Linked DNA regions of Capra hircus: region 1 is linked to region 2. The links are chromatin contacts, called in public Hi-C maps. All regions are on one chromosome and are shown on one strand. Each heading gives the region's core, a stretch centred on a gene start, on an enhancer-like site or on the middle of the called end of the contact. The rest is flanking DNA. Distances are from core to core; before and after follow the strand shown. Region 1 holds the start of GRAMD1B (GRAM domain-containing protein 1B). Region 2 overlaps GRAMD1B (GRAM domain-containing protein 1B).

Region 1 (3,554 bases), core at 398-2,897, 60 kb before region 2:
TTTGGACGGGAAACCACGGCAGAGAATGGTTATTTTCTGGAGCGCAGGGCAGCTCCAGAGCTCAGGAGGGCCTGGGCTTCCCACACAGGGAAGCTGCCCTGTCTGCAGATCTTTGGAAGAGAGTAGGATGAATTCCTTTCTTGCAGGAATGGTTAAACTGAGGCCCTCACCAGTAACTGAGGAAGAACTGATTAAACTCTTTTTCAGGGTGTTTTCTTAAGAGTTGATAGGTAAGCAGCTGTTTCCAAGTGCATTCTGGTTCCTTCCTTTAATGGCTCTCCAGAGATCCACAGTCCAAACACCCTTACCTAAGAAACCTGAGCTTTTAGTTAATCAGAAACGAATGTTCTGGGTGGAGAGTGTTATCCTCCCAGGTGCCTTCTCCTGAGATCTCTTATGTGATGCAGGCTGAGTGCAGTGATGATCTCAGGGAAGGAACGACCGCAGTCAGAGCTGTCCCAAGGGACACTGCAGGGCTGCAGTGGATCGTGTTCTTCAGCCTCCGTTTCTCTAGAAGCGCAGGCGATCCCCAGAGAGCATGTGTGGGAAGCTAACTGGGTGCCTCCTCAGACCTCTCCCCTACACCCCCGTCACTGCCCCACCCACCATATTTTCACTCTCGGACATTCACTGAGCAGGTACACCGTGTGGAACAGTGAGCTTTGAAACAGGATGACAGAGATGAAGAGGGCAGAAATCTTGCCTTGATGACGATACAGTCTGAGGGAGGTGGGATGTGGAAAATGCATGCCAGTAATTATGACATGGTGTGGAAAAAGAGGTGTTGCAAAACAGTGTGGGTAAAGTGCACCGAGGGTTTTTTTTAATATACATGTACCCAAGTAAGTGAAGTGAAGGTCGTTCAGTCGTGTCTGACTCTTGGCGACCCCATGGACTATACAGTCCATGGAATTCTCCAGGCCAGAATACGAAGTGGGTAGCCTTTCCCTTCTCCAGAGGGTCTTCCCAACTCAGGGATCCAACCCAGGTCTCCCGCATTGCAGGCAGATTCTTCACCAGCTGAGCCACAAGGGAAGCCCATATACAAGTAAGGATTGATTTAAATGAGTGTGGAGGACATTCTCAAAAAAGAAAAGGAGAAGAAGTCATAAAAGAACAATTAGAAGAACACGTATGGGCTTTTTCCAGAACCTCAGAACCTCTGGGATACTATCAGCCTTCAACCTGCAAGGGCCCTCCAGTGTCGTCTGGTCTCAACCTCAGTGCAAGAACGTGGTCAGTCTCTGCTTGCTTACCTCCCCTGATGGGAAACTCACCATTTGTTTTTGGTTGAGCAGTGTCTGGTTACTTAAGGAAGTGGGGAGAATTGCTCGTGTGTGTGTGTGTGTGTGTGTGTGTGCAAAAGAGAGATACAGAAAGAGAGAGAAGGACAGAGAGAGGGAAGAAACAAAAGGGGAGAGTGAGAAAGAGGCAGGGAAGAAACAAAAGGGGAGAGTGAGAAAGAGGCGGGGAAGGAATCTAGGTTTTTAGTATCCTGGTGGGACCCTTCCTGTAGGACAGTGGGACCATGAGCACTGACTGGTTGTTCTTTGGTTAAGCTGGGGAGATTTTATTTTGGCGGGCATGAAGCCTACTGTCCTGGTTCCAAGGTCCAAGGGTGCAGGGGTGAACTTGCACGGAATGAGATCATGTGAGCCAGCCTTCAAGAACCTAGACTTTGCCCTGGCTGACAAGATTGAAACCATTGCCTTCCAAAGTCCTGAAAACAAGTTAGATCTACCTTTGGAAGCTAAATTAGAACACAAAGATCACAGAGAACTTACTTTTAAAAGCCTTTAGTGTTTGCTAAGCTACCATTTCAGCAGGTGGTGGCCAGCCTCGTTTTAAGCAAACTTAGTGGAGCCTGGAGTTGTTGTGCGTAGGTCCCGCTTAGAGTGTTGGGTGGACAGATCTCAGTGATGGATGCCTCCAGGCACCTGTAGAGCCCTGCTGACCCACCTCAGATCTACAAGTGGACTTCGTAACAGGTAACGGGTGTTAGAGACACTTGGGTACCAGTTAGGAATTAGGACATCGTTCGCTGCAAATGAGAATCTGCTTAGATGGCCTGAACATGCCAAAGAAAAGTATTTCTTGCAAGCACTTCTAGCAAAGCAGGTTCTGCCAAATACTGGGGATAGAGTTTCTTTTTAAAATGTTTAGAATTCAGTAGGAAGGCCCAAGGAAATTGGTATTAGCTTTGTGGTGTGTTTTAGAGAGGAAACAAATAGAAACTGACTGAGTTAGGAAAGCAGAGCGTCTTAGTTTGCAGAATTTCAACCCCAGATATCAATTTATTTACCAGATTGCAAATCAAATGAAAGCCATCACAAAAAATGGCAGAGAGAACCAGTCTGAATAGTGGCTGAAAGTATATTTTTTACAGGAAGTTGAAATAGAGTAATATAGAGGAGTGGAGAAAACACTGGTTTGGGATTCAAACTACTTGGGTTTGAATCATAGCTTGATACCTAAAGTTAATTTCTCTGGGCTTCGTTTTCCACATCTCTAAAATGGGGAAATTGGCACAACCTCAGGATTTTTGTGAGGCTTAATTGAGAAAACAGAGTGCCTGGCTCAAGAAGTTTTGGATCAATCTTCAAATTTTTAGGACATTGGAACATTTCTAATCTATGCTCAGCCGAAACAGATTTTTCATATGGTTCAAGCCATTGTTGTTATCTATTTGCTTTGAAATGAAAGGGTATGAACGTGTACGTTGATTATTTATACACATACTTTTACTAAGTAGTAGTGTTGTTGCAAAGTTGTGTAGACATCAAGTACTATTTAAAATGCATGAGGGGAATTTCCCACATAAAGGGATTCTCTTTGTGTAAAGCATAAAGGCTTTTCCAAAAGTAAATAAACATTGTTATGTCTCTTGTGCAGATCTGATCATTCATGTGTTGAGATCAGTTCTAGCAAGGTATTTGTGTTTAACTTCTTGCTGTCTGTGGGCTTAGGAGAGAAGTAGGTGCGCACAGAATGTGTGTGGACAAAAGCAGCATGAGTATTTGGACTCCTTAGTACCATTTGTATTTTAATTATTCTTTGAGGTCAAAATACAGCCTCCAGAATAACACTGAAAGCAATTAAGGTAGAATTTGACCAAAAGATATTTGATTTACAGAAAGCAATTTCCATTTCAGCTATATGACCTTGGTCCAGGGTTGATCTCACCAATGCCTTAGTTTCTCATCTGTGACCCTGGGTGGGACAGGGCAGAGGAAGAATGGTCCAGATATTTAATGAGATTGGACTAAGTATCTGATGTTTCTTTCAGGCTTATAATTCTGTTGCCTAAGGAAGGTCTATTGCTCATAAAACTTTCCAACTGTCAGAATTAATATGTCTTCTCGAAGTACTAATTTACATCATGGGAGTGGTTGAGATTATGAGAAATGGAGCTCTTTCTTTTCCTAGAAATATAAAGAAATGAGGTCACTCAGCATTCAGTGATGTTTTATGTTCATGTGGACATCTGATATTCAGCAGGAGGTTTCCTTGTTGAATGTGCCTTATTCGAGTCATTTAATTTAAGGATAAATTAC
Region 2 (3,400 bases), core at 422-2,921:
TTTTAGTAGTATTATTTTGGTATTCCTCTCTTGATAATGGGTCTACTTTGGAATTTGAGTTCTAGTCATCTGTGGGTTGCCTGCTGTAGCCTTAACACCTATCCTAGGTTGTATAGAGGAGGATACTTGATCCATATGACAGGTCAGTCCCAATGTAAAAAAGTCCAGTGGGTTAGCAACATGATAGTATAATTTGTTATGAGGTTTTTTTAAAATTCACTTATTTTTAATTGAAGGATAATTGCTTTACAGTTTTGTGTTTGTTTCTGCCATACATCAATATGAATCAGCCATAGATATACATCCCACCTCCTACCCCAGCTCACCCCTCTAGGCTGTTTTACAGAGCACTTGTTTCAGCTCCCTGAGTCATACATCAAATTCCCACTGGTGATCTATTTTATATATGATGGAGTACATGGTTTTTTTTTTTTTTTTTTTTGAGTACATGTTTTTAAAGGGCAGGTCAAATGACGAGTAGCCATTCCATAGGGAATGAGTGGCGAAAAAAGTGCTCTGTGTACACACTTTTTTCTGCTAGGCAACTGGAAGCTTCGTATGTGGCGCTTTTCTGATTTCTGGCATGTGTGTGTGTTGTGCGTGTGTGTGTATTTGAAAATGTGTTGTAAATTGCTTCTGAGTTCATTTACTTCTTGCTGAAAGATGGGATCATGAGAGCATGGTTATAAAATCACTTCTATGATGGAAAGTGTGCAGGCACTGCGACAAGCACTTACCCTGTAAGATCGTTCAGAGTTTGCTGTCTGCTGCGGATCTAGTCTAAGGAATATACGGTGTAGAGATCAGTGCTTTTTATGGCTGTAAACTATCCAGCAGAACAAGGGAACAATATTGGTCCTACTGGGCCTGGGTTAGAGTGACATGTATGGTAATAACAATTTATTATCAATAGAATTTATACAAAACAGGGGTTTGCTAACATTTTCTGTAAGGGGTCATACAGTAAATATTTAGGTTTTGTGGGACTAATGGCCTCATTGCTGCACTTAATTCAGTTCTGCCTTAACCTACACAGCTCCGCCCTTGTAGCAAGAGCAGTCCTGATTACTATGTAAATGTATGAGGGTGGCTGTGTTCCAGTAAACCTGTATTTATGACATATAATTTTGAATTTCATGTAATTTTCATGTGTCATGAAATATTATTATCATTAAAAAAACTTTTTTAAAATTCCCAACCGTTTAAAAAAGCAAGCACCATTCTTAGACTGCGGGGGCTCCAGATTTGGCCAGGGGGCCATGGCTTAAGGACTCTTGATTAGATACCTGGAGTACTTAATAATTAGCAGTTAATACAAATGACTGATCACCAGCTTTAGGTTCAGCTAGTATCGTAAAATGTCCAAACAGCCTTTCTTTCTCTTGAGTAAGATAAATGACTATTGGATTACACATAACTTTAAGTGTCATGGTATGTGCACTGTTTGGAAGAGAATTTCCAGACAGAGGCAGAATGAGAGATTAGAGTTTATTGCTCTTTGAACAGCTGACCAGCTCATGGTTCAGCTGAACAGCTGAACCCCTTTCACAGGCTAGTAGCCAGTTTTTATAGCCTTGATGCTTTCGAATTGTGGTGGTGGAAAAGACTTCAGAGTCCCCCGGACAGCAAGGAGATCAAACCAGTCAGTCCTAAAGGAAATCAACCCCGAACAGTCACTGGAAGGACTGATGCTGAAGCTGAAGTTCCAGGACTTTCCCGACCTGATGTAAAGAGCCAGCTTATTGGAAAAGACCCTGAAGCTGGGAAAGATTGAGGGTAGGAGAAGGGGGCCGCAGAGGATGAGATGGTTAGATAGCATCACCAACTCAATGGACGTGAATTTGAGCAAACTCTGGGACATAGTGAAGGACAGGGAGGCCTGGCATGCTGCAGGTCACAGGATTGCAGAGTCAAGACACAGCTTAGCAACTGAATAGCAACAAGGCAGAGAATACTCCTACTGGAAGGGTGGATAATAGGGTGGGTATTTTACCTAATTCGGAGTCTAGGACCTAGCAGGTTTAGATCCGGAGGCTCTTGGCAACAGTTGCTACGGGGCTTAGGTAATTCTGGAGATTTTCATCTTGTGACCTTAGTGTAGGGCTCCACAGTATGCACTTTAAGAACTCTGTGAACTGAAGCTCCTTAATCATCATGCTTCCAGGGCTTTAAGGAGTGGAGAAACTCCACCTTCTAATTCCTCTGCTCACCCTCCTTGCCGGCTCTCCCAGGAGGCAAAGAATCCTGCCAGGTGGCCCCAGGCTCCATCAGGTCTCAAGTCTTTGTCCTGCTGGAATTCCTCTCTCCCCCACCACCCCCTCCCCTTCCTGCCCTATCGGCTGTGCCCGCACCTGTGGGTCTCAGGTGAAGAATGGGATTGTTACCCTCTCCTGCAGATCTAGAGGCCCAGGGACAGAGAATGCCAGAGGCACTTGCTCCTTGACACTGGCCTGGGAAGAGCCAGGTAATAGGTCAGGATCTTCCCGGGAGCTTAAGGTAGGATGGGTGGGGTTTTCAGAAGGTCTCAGTTCCACTGCCTACCAGTTATGTCCTCTGTGTCAACTTCCACGGCAGGGGGAGGGAACGTGTACCTTTAAAATGTTGTAACCCTGTTTCCCTGGAGTCTTGGCGCTTACCCCAGGGTTGAGAAAGGAGGCGAACGTTAACCGTTCACATCCTGTCTTTCCGCAGCAGCCAGCAGAGCAGCCAGCAGAGCAGCCATGACGATGACTCCAGCAGGTTCCTGAGTCCTCGCGTGCGGGAAGAAAGGTGAGATCGCGTGGCTGGGGAGGACGGGAGGCCAGCGATGACGGGGGACGGGGAAGATGTTTGAGGAAGATCAAGTTTCTGCCAGAAGCGAGAACCACGAGAAACTGCAGAGAAACAGAAGCTGGCCTGACCTCTGTGCTCCAGCACGGGTCAGAAAGAACACTACCCCCTCTACCTGAGAGGGCACTGGTTCCAAAGGCTTTTGGTGCTCAGCAGAGGGAGAAGTCAGTGTGTGGAAACCAAGTCTGTTGGGAAGATGTTGGAGCGGGACCTGAGGTGCCCTGTAAAGGTTGGGAGTGCTGTGGATCTGGAGAGGGAAAGGGTGTTTCCAAGCCTGAGAAAAACGGCATGGCCTGGGATGGTGCGTGTGTGTATTCAGAGTGGTACCTGAAAGCTGGGTTTGCCTCTTGCTGGGTGTCAACCAAAAGATACTGCCAAGTCAAAGATCCAGAGAAGGGGATTTATGCTAAAGCTAGGGGTACATGCATATTCATGCAGGCGCTTGAATGGAGGAGAATTCAGCATAGAATTGGGACAAAGGTCAACAGAGTTCAGGCTCTAGTTGAAAGAAGTCAGGAGGGTCCTTCCATCCTCCACTTGGGTGGAGGTCTCAGTTCCTGCAGAGCTTGTA

What was found. A called contact is a pair of places that touch in the nucleus more often than the background predicts.
Region 1: a Hi-C map of blood shows a contact between it and region 2, with 5 times the contacts expected there. The contact joins the promoter of GRAMD1B here to the enhancer-like site in region 2. A contact is called at or near these places in 4 of 5 Hi-C or Micro-C datasets (blood and liver).

Annotation. Positions count from the first base shown.
Region 1 is chr15:48,302,648-48,306,201 of ARS1.2, reverse strand. GRAMD1B (GRAM domain-containing protein 1B) reads left to right here and starts at 1,647. Exons shown (of 20, transcript XM_018059627.1): 1 at 1,647-1,988. The coding sequence starts at 1,924.
Region 2 is chr15:48,242,997-48,246,396 of ARS1.2, reverse strand. It overlaps GRAMD1B (GRAM domain-containing protein 1B), which reads left to right. Exons shown (of 20, transcript XM_018059627.1): 2 at 2,692-2,769. Among named protein-coding and RNA genes, the nearest start is that of GRAMD1B, 60 kb to the left of the region's middle. Within about 2 kb of position 1,671, at least 2 of the 5 cell types and tissues checked have an H3K27ac peak or open chromatin away from gene starts, as enhancers often do.